Linked DNA regions of Hordeum vulgare: region 2 is linked to region 1. The links are chromatin contacts, called in public Hi-C maps. All regions are on one chromosome and are shown on one strand. Each heading gives the region's core, a stretch centred on a gene start, on an enhancer-like site or on the middle of the called end of the contact. The rest is flanking DNA. Distances are from core to core; before and after follow the strand shown. Region 1 holds the start of LOC123425721 (equilibrative nucleotide transporter 3-like). Region 2 holds the start of LOC123425725 (cytochrome b6-f complex iron-sulfur subunit, chloroplastic).

Evidence for each region. Hi-C and Micro-C count contacts between places; a contact is called where the count stands out from the background.
Region 2: a Hi-C map of leaf shows a contact between it and region 1, with 4 times the contacts expected there. The contact joins the promoter of LOC123425725 here to the promoter of LOC123425721 in region 1. A contact is called at or near these places in 3 of 6 Hi-C or Micro-C datasets (leaf and seedling) and 1 of 1 datasets of contacts at active chromatin or transcription factors (embryo).

What each region holds. Positions count from the first base shown.
Region 1 is chr2H:174,371,389-174,377,855 of MorexV3_pseudomolecules_assembly, reverse strand. It overlaps LOC123425721 (equilibrative nucleotide transporter 3-like), which reads right to left and starts at 2,705. Exons shown (of 10, transcript XM_045109430.1): 1 at 2,457-2,705; 2 at 1,549-1,628; 3 at 1,338-1,442; 4 at 638-793; 5 at 399-542; 6 at 170-275. The coding sequence starts at 1,590.
Region 2 is chr2H:174,524,115-174,530,581 of MorexV3_pseudomolecules_assembly, reverse strand. LOC123425725 (cytochrome b6-f complex iron-sulfur subunit, chloroplastic) reads left to right here and starts at 2,856. Exons shown (of 4, transcript XM_045109434.1): 1 at 2,856-3,021; 2 at 3,161-3,502; 3 at 3,627-3,809; 4 at 3,914-4,177. The coding sequence starts at 2,980. The coding sequence ends at 4,015. It overlaps LOC123425724, which reads right to left. Exons shown (of 1, transcript XM_045109433.1): 1 at 4,790-6,467. The coding sequence starts at 6,349. The coding sequence ends at 5,225.

The DNA.
Region 1 (6,467 bases), core at 1,456-3,955:
AGATTATAGTGGATTTATAGCATTCTTCTACTCTTAAATTTTATCACGATTTTACTGATTCTGCATGTGTTCATGAGATTGGGCTGCGTGCATATGACGTATAGGCCGGAGGCGACGTTTCCCATTATCCAATAATAATAATATATATGTTGATGAGATCTGGACGTACTAGCTCCATTTCGAAGGCCATTTTGTGAGTTCTCGAAAGCTGCCTTTGTAATTAGTCTCAAAGCTGATGTTATAACTCCTGATGCAGCCAAGCCTGACAGAAAGGACTGCAATTCCAACAGATGAGTTACGTCATGAAAGGTAAGTTATTCTCATTCTGAGACATAAAAAGGTTAAACCACGATCATCACAAAGTACAGAAATAGACCAAAAAGTAGCCAAAAAGTAACCTGAATGAACTCCGGGCACATCAAAGAAAGGTCACCAACCAAGCCACCTTGAACAAGCGCATCAGATGTCCCAAAAAGGGCACTGATTATGCATACACCAATGTATGCTGGAATTCCACCATGTCCTTTGGTACCAACGTCCAGCTACAATAAGAAATATTATTTACATGAGTGGCCATACTGGCACATCAATATTATTCCTTTCCTTTCAGGCAAAAGGCAATACATAATATACTTACCAATATTAACGCGAAAGAGCTAAGGAAGAAAAGTGCAAAACCGGCAAGATTTCTCTTCCTGGTATTCATCGTTGCTTCATAGTATGCAAAGAAGCAGGTGAGTCCAAAGGCGAAAGGCTGGTATACTAGTGTAAGAACTCTTGTTGGATGGTAATCCTGCAGCCAGATATAGTAGGTCAATTGTCATTGTACAATGTACATAATAAAATCTGAATATGTTTGGAACACAACAAATGCTGCAAAACGAAGGCATCTCAGTTTAAGAAGGTAGACAGTGTAAGGTAGAAATGATAAGCCGTGTCATTAAATGAGTGTAACTACTACTCCCTCCGTACCTAAATATAAGTCTTTTAAGATATTTCACTAGGTGTCTACATACGGAGCAAAATGAGTGAATCTATACTCTAAAGTATGTCTATATACATCCGTATGTAGTCCATTAGTGAAATCCCTAAAAAGACTTATATTTAGGAACGGAGGGAGTAATTCTTAATTTGCCCAAACAGTCCAAGCAAATCCAGAAGGACACTTTAGCTTATATAGAAAGAAGTGATAGAATTATGCTACTAAGTACTACTGGCTTCATTCAGATCATCAATTAAATAATCTATTGCAACATTCAGAGAAAGGAGACGAGACACATTTTTGCATACAGATTTCAATCAAAAATATCAAGTGAGTTTCACAAACAAACACATACCGGGAACAGAGAGACATAGTAATCCTCGATAGTAAGCATACTGTTCCAGGCAAATAAGCTTCCATTTCCCAAGAAAAAACAAACAACTATACCCCAGAACTTCCCCTGCCAGACACAGCCAAAAGTAGCAGCAGTCAGCACAAAACACTCAAATCAAAGTTGAGAACAGTGCAATAACCATCAGATGAACTTGCAGAAAGAAAGAAAATACCTTAACTGCAGCTTCCCCGCCACCTGCCACCTCGAGGCCCATGATAACCAAGTTCACCTGTCCAATCAAAGCAGGCAGCACTGCAAAGAGTTGTATGTAACTGGTTCAGAAATCAGGACTGAAAAAGGCGTGAAACTGGGTTTCAACACCTGAAGATTTCGTTCGTCAGAGTTTCAGAGAAAGAAGTGGACGTCTGCGCAGCCCAAGCAAAGACTTTGGCTCGACGACACAGTTCATTGCAATATGCTAGACACTTGGACACAACAAGAAACTAATTCATTTCTATAAAAAAACAAGAAACTAATTTCGGTATCCGACTTCATAGAAGTGTCCAAATCCGCAGGTATCTAAAACTGGAGTCTGAACCTTCACGGGCACCAATTCCCCAGTCACCTGTAGTAGTAGGAATCCGGGCATCGAGACCAAAAAAGTGGCCAATTCACGCCATGAATCCGATTTAGCGCCGTCAGGATTGGAGCCGTGCCATCTTCGTCTCGGCGGTGGTCTTCTTTGGGAACTCCATTACGGAGTGAACGCAGATCGGCCTCGTGCGAACACGACCGAACGATGATGGCCGGACTACGGAGTACGGACAGCACGCGGCAACCAATTCGGCAAGTAATAGCGCATTGATTTGGGATATATGATTCCTCGCTGCCGGAGAAAAGAAAGAATCGATCCCCAAGAAACCCGTGAAAGAAAATAACAACCCATCCAACTCCAATCAAACCACTAGGATTACTTGCCGAAAAAAAAAAAGAGAAACCAATCCAAGAGAGTCCAGTACCAGCCGGCCTCGTTTGTTGGACCCCGTCGCCGTCGGGTTGGAGGACAAAAAAAAGGAAGGCTGTGATGGGATGAGGAACTCGGGGAAGAAGAGGCAGGTTACGGGAGAGCAGAGCACTGACCGGAGGGAGGAGGAGCAACCACGGAGCGCGCGGCGGCCGGCGGTGGCGGCCAAGGGCGTGGAGAGGAGGCGGGATCTGTGTGGGCTTGTGGACCGTGCGGCCGTATATATAGTAGCTGTTGAGATTTACGAATGTCAGTTGAGATTTACGTGGGAATCTTTTAACTTTCGTTGACAGCTCGTTGGGGGGAATCTTTGAGTATCCTCCTCAGGCTAACGTGTATGACGTGCGGGCACCGGGATCAGTCGGCGCATGAGTTCATCCATCTGGGAGAAATCTTAAACGGAGACGACTTTATTTGGATAGGAAAGTCGGACGGCGTAGCCGTTCAGACGGTCTGTCCTGCACGTGTTCCCACTACGAGTCCACACCGGAGCGGGTCTGTGGAATTATTTTAATACTCTCCCTCCGTTCCTAAATACGGAGTATAAGTTTTTTAAAAGATTTTACTAAGAAACTATCCGAATATATTTAGACATACTTTAAAATATAGATTTATTCATTTTACTTCGTATGCAGTCTTTTATTGAAATTTAAAAAAAAACTTATATTTAGTAAGGACGGGAGTACTAAAAAGGGATCGGTGTGTTGCAACTTGCAACGGATGAGAAAAATACTACAATTCTTAACCCAACAATCATGACCTTAGACTCATATATTGCTCCGCTCATAGTAACACACTTCAATGTTGATGGTTTGTGCAAGCGAGAGCGTGCATGCTCCTTCCGCCGTTTGCCACTCCGGCGTCGGTGTCCACCCCCCGCTGCTGGTCACTCCGACCCCAGCGGCCACCTAAATCCCTCATCTTCCGATGGCTCTCCTCCCTTTCGGGCCGTCCTTCTCCCTGCTCGTGCTCATGGCGGCGAGCCCGTGTTCAGTCACCTCCTCCTCCCGTCGGTCTGGGGAGCGGTCGGTGGTATCGGGCCTCAGCCTCTCGTCGAGCTCCGATGGCTCGAAGGCCCGCGTCCCCCCGTCGTTGGTGGATCCCGTCCGTGAACCGCCGCCTGTTGTGGCTTCTGTGCAGTAGATCTGGACGCAGCCGTCGCCATCAAAGAAGTAGTTGTGGAGGAGGCGTCGTTGATTTGGCGAGTCCGCGATGCACGGCGCTCCGCCTGCTCGCGAGTGGAGCAAGGTTTCGCCGGAGATGGAGAGCCTCTACTTTCATTGCTTCGAGGAAGAGCACTTTCGCATGGACTGTACCAATCCCATGGTGTGCTTCCATTGAGGCAACCCGAGACACGGCTCCAAGGAATGCAAATGGCCTCACATCCCGTCCACGGAGGAAGAGCTTCAGCGTGAGGTGGCGGCTCGGGTGACTGGCCAGGACAAGGCACCGTCATGTCTCCCCGTGGGTAGGGATCCTATCCTGACACCTCCGCCGCCTTCGTGCCCGGCGCGGTTGAGGAATGGCCGCGTCTGTGCATCCCGCGTCTCGTGTGTGCGGTTCATGAAGAACTCGCCCCCATCAGAGATGTGCATCGCCCGACGCACCCGTTCCATGGCGGACTTAGAGGAAACACTGCAATTTTCGATGGTGGCTTTTGCGGGTGGTGCTCGGCATGACATCATGTTGGAGTTCGTGAGGGAGGCATTAACGGTGGTGGTCGGAATCGAGCCTGAATGGACCTCCTTTCACTCCTTCCGGCCGGAGTATTTCCTGATCGTTTTCTCCCGCTAGGATCACCGCAACTTGGTCACTACATGGCCTTTCATCGAGCACCGTGGCATCCGTCTATTCTTCAGGCAGTGGAATCGCCAAGCCCAAGTCGTTCACTCTGCATTCAATTTCAAGGTTGAGCTGGTTCTAGAGGGAATCCCATCGCATGCCTCAGATCGTGGTGTAGCTGAGGACCTGCTGGGCTCTTCATGTATGGTTGACACTGTGGCGCCGGAGAACTGCGCCAGGAGTGACCTCACGGCTTTCAAGCTTTTATCTTGGACGGCGGATCCTGACGGCATTCCCTCGCTCTATTGGCTCGCCAGACCGAAGCAGGGTTTGGTTGTGCCTTTGTTCGAGCCTACTCTTCTGCAGTACAGGGTTCTGATTCACATTCACAAGGTCTCAAACTATGGCGCTTGGGAAGAGCCTATGTTCTTGGCAGAGTGGTGTGCCTTTGGATGGGCGAATCAACGGTGTCATGGTTGCCGGCGGCGCTCCGGTGCGCTTGTCATGGCAGTTTGGCATCAGAGACGTGCGTCGTGGGGGTGACGACAGGGGCGTGCTCGTGTCGGAGCTGTTGGCCCGTCGTTGAGGGGAGCGGTTGATGCCTGGCGCCTTCCAGTCATGGAGGACTGTACGGAGGTGTCAACGATGGGGCTTGCTTTACACGTCAAAGATAGCCTTTCGGTCAGAACCTCAGCTTTTGACCGCTTGACCACTACCAATGGACCAGTGCGTGGTTCAGGAGGATCCCCAAGTTCAAATCAACCAACCGCAGTCACGAAAAGTGGAGACAATGCGATGTCCGGGAGGCAGGAGTGCATTCAGATAGTGACACCGGCTACTTTAGTGGCACGGTTGGAGAGTGGCCCTATCAGGGAGGAGAACGTGGCAGGATCGCAGCCAACAGGAAATGATGCCCATCGAAGTGAAGCCCCAATGACTGAGCCAGTTCTAGAGGCTGCCATGCTCGCCAAGGGGAAGGAAGTTGATGCGCGAATCCCAACTATTTTGGATGGCCCAGTCGAGGTTTTCGCTGGTCCGCGAGACGCGCGTGACCAACCTGGCTGGCGCGGCTAAGACCGTGGTGGGTGAAGGAATCAGGCCCTGTTTCTTTAAAAAGTCCTAGGACTTTTTTTAGTCCCAACTAAAAAGTCCCTAGTCCCTGCCCGTTTGTTTTCAGGGACTAAACAGGGACTAGAGATCATTAAATGACATGCAAAAAGACCACGTTACCCGTAGTAATGTACTAGAAGTTATTAAATGACATGCTAAAAGTAGGGGCACTATTGGAAAAGGTGTCAAAAAGTCCCAAAAGACCCTCCCATAGGGACTTCTTCCTTTAGTCCCAAATACCCCCCTTTTAGTCCCTAAAGTCCCTCCTGCTTCTTTCACATGGGACTAAAAGGGTATTTTTTTAGCCCCTACAACAAAAAGTCCCTGTAAAGAAACACCCCCTCAGTCATGTGCGTGCTTCGGAGGAGAATCTCACATCAGTGACCTTGCATGGGCTAGTGCTGGGACCAGAGTTTGTGGTGATTCCCGAACCGGTGCCGCAATCAGAGACAGCTGGGGGGCCACGTGTAGTCGTCCAAGAGGAGATGCCTAGTGGGATTAGCATGTGGGGGTCCCACCTGAGGGGATTCATACAGGGAGCGAGGCAACTTCACACTCGATCGTAATTGAGGAATTATACCGTGAGGGTCAGCAGAGGGAGACTCCTCATGCTCGTGCCTCCTTTGGCACCATGCACGGGATGGAGGGAGATCTGGAATTGGACAAGCAGCATGAACTCGAGGCCCTCATGGTCGGCATGACTAGTCAAGAAGCAGTGGCATTTGCGAAGCTCAAAACCTTCTATGCCAACACTGTTAAGAGACTGGCTCCTCCCTTCCTCAAGGAGGTGCAGGCAACTCTGTCTGAGCCGTGCACTCCTCATCGGACCACTCGCACTGCCAAGCGGTCCACTAATATTTCTCCATCATATCTACTTTTCCAAACTCTTTTGCCCTTGTTTTGGACTCTAATTTGCATGATTTGAATGGAACTAACCCGGACTAACGCTGTTTTCAACAGGATTGCCATGGTGTTGTTTTTGCGCAGAAATAAAAGTTCTCGGAATGACCTGGAAATTTACGAGGATTTTTTGTGGAATATATAAAAAATACTGGCGCAACAATCAACCGAAGAAATGGAGCATGGAGCCCACAAGCCCACCAGGCGCGGGCCCCCTGGCCGCGCCTAGCAGGCTTGTGGGGCTCACGTTGCTCCACCGCCTCCAATCCCAGCTCTATTTAGTCCCTTTCGTTCGAAAAAAATCAAGCAGAAGAGTTCATTGCGTTTTACGATAC
Region 2 (6,467 bases), core at 1,607-4,106, 150 kb before region 1:
TTCAGTGTCAAACTTCTCATCTTCATCATAGTAGCCATGTTCCATATTGTCATCATCAAATGGAATATCCTCGTCACAAAAATCAAGAGAGCCGTAATAATCATGACCATGATAATGCTCAAGATTATGAATACGAATGGCTTCAACAATAATGTTATTGATGGTTATGGCATCTCCTTTAGCACACATGCGGTCACGAAGTTCAAACAAGTATTTATCAAAGTTAGGGTCACTAGGCTTCATTTTGTGAAAAGGAAATAGTTTTATGGAGAAGGACACCAAGATTTTTCAAAGAGTAGTTTGGATACCTATTTCCAAATCTTTCCACAAAGTATAGGCACACTCAATTTTTTTCATTTGATCAAAAATGATTCGTGGTAATCCTGTAATGATGAGATTGAAAGTTCTAGGATTACGAAGCATATTAGTTTATCACTCGTGTGAAGGATGTAAGGGATCAATGGGAGGCACATAGGGACTATCAACATACTTGCTCAAACGGAATTCATCAAATAGATCAAGCATTTTGTGTTTCAATTGACTATAGTACTCCCCATTGAGAATATGCACTCTACAACTAAGTATCCCAGACTTGGCACATACATCTTCCTCTAATGGTGATAAAACCAAAGAAATGGAGACCAAAGCTCCCATACCAATCGTGGGATCGAGAAGAGGCGTCTATAGGGGGGCGTGAATAGACTACTTGACCAAATAAAAACCTAAACTTTTCCCAATTTTATTGGCTGGCAAGTTTTAGAAATTCTAGCAAGTCTAGCACAACCTAGACAAGCAAGTCTATGAGTATAGAAGCGGAAAATAAAGACATGCACACGTAAGTAAGGAGTAGAGATAGGAAGGTCAAACGCAAAGAAGACAATGATTTTTGGCGTGGTCTCGGTAGGTGGTGCAATCGTACGTCCACGAAGATGGAGACTTCAACCCACGGAGGGTAACGGTTGTGCGCGTCCACGGAGGGCTCCAGCCACAAGGGGTCCACGAAGAAGAAACCTTGTCTATTCCACCACGACTTACTCCATGAACGACTAGCCTCACTCGGGGTAGATCTTCACGAAGTAGGCGGTCTCCTTGCCCTTATAAACTTCTTGGTTCAATTCCACATGATTTGGAGGCTCCCAAGCGATACCTAACCAATCTGGAAGACACCACTCTCCAAAAGGTAATAGATGTGCTATGGATAATGAACTCCTTGCTCCAGTGCTTCAAAAGATAGTATCCTCAAGACCCAATCACTCTCTCATACAATTTGGCTTGGTAGAAGATATTCATTGGATGGAAAGCAACTTGGGGAGGCTAGAAATCGAGTTTCATATGGTTGGAGTGGAAAATCTTGATCTCAACACATGAGTATGTGGTTCTCTTTTAGAAAATGAATGGTGGAATATTTGCTTGTTCTGAGTGCTCTCTCTGCGAGTGAGAGGGAGGTGCAGGGGTATATATAGTCAACTCCAAAAATCCAACCATTACAACATTATTGCCCAACTCGATAGAATCGAAGTAAAAACACGGTTGCACCGACTAGTACAAAATGTTCTAACTTTTGGCTTTTCAGTGAGACCGGTACAAAGCATCTCGGTGAGACCGATTCAGTTGGCCTGGGCAGTTCCAAGGAATGGACACCAACAAGGTGGTCACTGTTTTCGGTTGTACGACCTGTACCGAAGCGAATCTCAGTTGTACCGATTTTCTAGGGTTTGGCTTTGGGTTCTGTTTAAGGAAAACTCGGTGTGGCCGATATGGAAATGTTGGTGGCACCGATTCTGACTTTAGGGTTTTGAACAGAATATTTTGTGCGAGAAATGTTGATGGTTTTGGTGGCTAATCTCTAAGTACTTTGAGCAACCAGATCATCACATATACTTCATCCATTTTTAATAGTAATGGCTTTTCTATGGACTTAAATGTTATTTCTCACATAAATATGAAATGTAGAGTTTTGAAGCTTCAAGCTTTGCCAATCCTCTTCTTCTTTTCCTTCTTGGGGATCCTCCTCACAATTCCCAACCACCGCAACTTTTTGGACTCAATTTGAAATAAACTAGATAAAACTATTAGTTCAAAAGATAATGTATGTTGTGAGGAATTATCAAAACTCTAGGGGAACATATGTGCTTTCAAAACCCTATCAGGTTAGTGCCAATGCACCCTACCCACATTCCTTCCCCGAGGAAGAAGTCGACCAATCAGCCGACGAAGAGGTGATGAAGGTCGACGTACCATACAAAGGAGGCAACACATCATCCAACTGTCGCGTTGGAGCGACATGACGATCACACATGCCCCTCCCAAACGATGCAGATGGTAGCGGGTCGGCATCCGACGACGAGGTCATGACGTCGTCGCTCCACATGTCGCCGTCACAAGCGTGGTTGCTCGCCTCATGGGCGATGGAGAACACCACCTCGAGAGCGGCGATGGAGGAGAGAGCAAGGGGTAGAGCTGGTGTGGTCTAGCGGGCTAGCTAGCGAGGCCCGGCCAGGTGGGGGAGGGGTACTTTTAGTTGTGTCCACTTTGCAAAAAAATATATTTAAATCTCTGTGTATCCAATCTGTTTTGGCTGCGTGTCTCGATCAACGTTACTATGTCCACTTGACTAGCGCCATTTATAAACAAATACGTAGCCAAAATTGTATCAGGACCGTATGTGAACCCTAAGACAAGTTCAGTGACCGTATTTTGAAGTAGAGGAAGCAAGCTGCTGAGTTTGAGCGCAAGTCCCCGTGCCGATAAGGCCATGTAAAGTCTGCTCGGGGGCGTGTGGAAGCCAAGGCACCCACAAGGCACGCAATATGTGGTTGTCGGAGCCGGTTTGCTGCGCATCAACCAATCACCGGCCGCCTCTTCTCCACTTCCCGCAGGGACATATAACCCGTGCCTCATCTGCAAGCCTGTGGTGGACACAGGCAGTGCTAGCTCGCTCGCTCGATCGTCCTCTCCGCCCTGTAGCAGCCAGCCACCATGGCCTCCACCGCGCTCTCCACCGCCTCCAACCCCACCCAGGTAACCAGCAATTCATTCCTTGTTCCTGCTGCGGTCTCATCTCTCCGTCTTCTCTTCTCGGTGGATTCCTGTTCCTTTTTGTTCTTGTTGTGCCGTAGTTTGGGTGTGCGAGAGTTGCTGAGAACATGTTGGTGCACAGCTCTGCCGAACCCGTGCGAGCTCGCTATGCAAGCCCGTCAAGGGCCTGGGCTTCGGCCGGGAGCGCATCCCGAGGAACATCACATGCATGGCCGGCAGCATCTCCGCGGACCGCGTCCCGGACATGAGCAAGAGGGAGCTGATGAACCTCCTGCTGCTGGGCGCCATCTCGCTCCCCACCTTCGGCATGCTCGTCCCCTACGGCTCCTTCCTCGTCCCGGCCGGCTCCGGGAGCAACGCCGGAGGGGTCGCCGCCAAGGACAAGCTCGGCAACGACATCCTCGTCGAGGATTGGCTCAAGACGCACGGCCCCAACGACCGCACGCTCGCCCAGGGGCTCAAGGTACCTTCAGATTCAAACGGCCATTCTGAAGCCTTCAGACTTCAGAGATAGTATATGCAGCTGCTGGATCACCCCAAGCCCAGACCCAGAGTAAGTTGCTGAAATCGTGTGGATGTCGTTGCAGGGTGATCCTACCTACCTTGTGGTGGAGTCCGACAAGACCCTCGCCACCTACGGGATCAACGCCGTCTGCACGCATCTTGGCTGCGTCGTGCCTTGGAACGCCGCCGAGAACAAGTTCCTCTGCCCTTGCCATGGATCCCAGTACAACAACCAGGGCAAGGTTGTCCGTGGACCTGCACCTCTGGTAAGAAAACAAAGACCTTCCAACTGAACCTTTCTGAAGAATCCATTGCTTTGCTTACTGAACCCAACTAAGCTGACCTGATCTGCATTGCTCTTCTGAAACAGTCGCTGGCCCTCGTTCACGCCGACGTCGACGACGGCAAGGTCGTCTTCGTGCCATGGGTGGAGACCGACTTCAGGACCGGCGAGAACCCGTGGTGGAAATAAGCGACACAAGCTCCGGCAGCAAAGCTCACTCGTGTGATATGTTAAGCCTCCTGCCAGTCCTAAGAACGCTGCTATAAGAGTACTCCTGCTATAAATGCACCTGTTTCTTGTATCCAGTTATATGTATACAGTCTATGAAAGAAGAGAAACCTTTTCATTGCATATAAGTAGTAGTTGTATCATATTTTGAGGACTCAGAATCTGGTACGACGTAGACACTTTTTCCATAGCTGATCAAACCTGAAACACATCTCCTGAATTTAGACACCCCAATATTTGTTGTTGGAGAGAATTAGTCTAGTTCTCCCAACAACAAATATGTAGGAACAAAGGAAGTAGTAGTAATAGTTAAAGAGCTAGGATGGCATATCTGCAGCATTTGTTTCAAAAGGGCAATGCAGAGTCGATCTGTTCTGGAAACGATACGAGCCACTGTCTCTAGAGGCTATTCTCTCAAGTAGGAGTATCTGGCATAGCTTCTCTGTTCAGAAACGACACTTTCCTCTTGAATCAAGTCAACAATGGAACTTTAATTCGTTCTCCCTAGTCCTACTCGAAGAGAGAAGCCAATATGCCATTCTAAGTACAGAATCATCCAGGATTGGTAATGCCAGGAAAATAGCTGCTGAGGATAAACATCAATCAAGTATAAAAACGAAGAAATGAAACAATATGGGTATCAAAAGCAAGCAATCCAAATTTGTGGCATATAATAAGGAGAAAGCTAGAATGGATTCAGTAAATTAAGCTTCCAGCAAAACAAATACGCAAACATTGGCATCAAAGCTAGAGTAGATATATAGGACACTCATGGACCATGATACATCCAGCATCAAGCATATGAATACAAAATGCAGAAACATTGTGTTTCGCAGATAAAAAAAATCTTCTAGTAGAATATATATGAATCCAGTCCCACATTACAGTAACTTGCTATTACTAATAACACCAAATGTACTCATCACATAATAACAATCCAAGAATCTATTTCAGTCGACGAAAAATGTGATATCCATGACCCATCCATCCTCCACCTCCCTCATCTATACAGCTACCAACAGTAACCAGCAGAAACAGTGAACATTTACCACGGCAATGCAAAAATCTTGGCTCGGATATAAGCGATCATCAGAAGAACTAACCATCTCCAGGAATAGCCCATGCGATCATCAGAATCTACCACGGCCATGACTCTTCCTCCCCTTGCGCCTAGGGAGAGTGAGACTCACCTTCCGGCGGCTTCCCCTCCACCGAGTAGACTTCCGTGGCGGGTGGCGGCGCGTACATCACCTGACGGAATGGCGGCATGGGCCGCGGGACGCCGTAGACGGCACCAGCGCCCCCAGACGCGTAGAGATCTCCCGGGGCTTGGTTTCTCCCCCCACCGACAATGTGGTAAACCGGCCCAGGCATGTAGCCGCCGTGCCCAGCCGGGTCGAGGTAGTGGACGGGGCGCACAGGCACGTAGTACACCGGCTGCGCCATGTACGGTGGCGGCGGGGCCGGCCACGGGGCGCTCTCCGCGACGTATGGGGCCAGAGGAGCGCCCAGCACGGGAGCCGGCGCGTCGTCGTCGTCGCCTTGCGCCATCTCCGCGTCAGACTTGGGCTGCGCACCCGCGCCGGGGCTGGGCTCCTCGGAGGTAGTGTCGAAGCCGAAGAGGTAGTCCGGGACCTCCGAGACGACCGACGAGGCCTCGGATCGGCCGCGCTCGATCGAACCGGGCGGTGGGGCGTTGAGCTGGTCCACGAACCACTGGTCGGAGGAGGCGTCGCCGACACCGGAGAGCACGGAGCCGAACGCGCCCGCGGAGGAGTGATCTGGTGAGGCGGCGAAGAGGAAGAGGCGCAGGCGGGGCGGCTTGACGGCGGTGGCGGCGAGGCTGTGGACGCGGTCGAGCTCCTCCATGAGGTTGTCGACGTCGTCGTCGGAGGAGACGGAGATGAGCGCGTCGAGGTCGTCGTGCGGGAGCTTGTACCTGAGCGCCGGAGTGGGGTCGCCGGGAACGAAGAGCGCGGGGGCGAGCTTGGCGAGCGCGGCGAAGAGGACGGCGTGGGAGGTGGTGCGCGGGACGGAGACGATGCGGGTCTCGCCGCCGACGTAGCGGAGCTGGTGGTCGCCCGGGCGCGGCAGGATGCGGCCGCCGAAGCTGCACATGAGGCGCACGTACGGGGCCCCGTGCGCCTGCGCCTGCGCCCGCGGAGGAGGCGGGTGGTGGCCTCCGTTGCCGTTGCCGTTGCCGTTGCCGTTGCTGCTGCCGGTGCTGCCGGCCCCGGCGCGGGGGGTGGAGGTGGCCGAGGGGGCGTCGTGGTGGTGCGACGCGGATGACGTCATGGGCGCCGGCCGGCGGCGTGGGCGGAGGCCGGAGGGCGATGACAGGGCGGGGGTGGAGGCAGGCTGTCTGCCGCCGCAGGAGGTGTTAATTGCGAGGGGGCATTGGGATTTGGGAGGA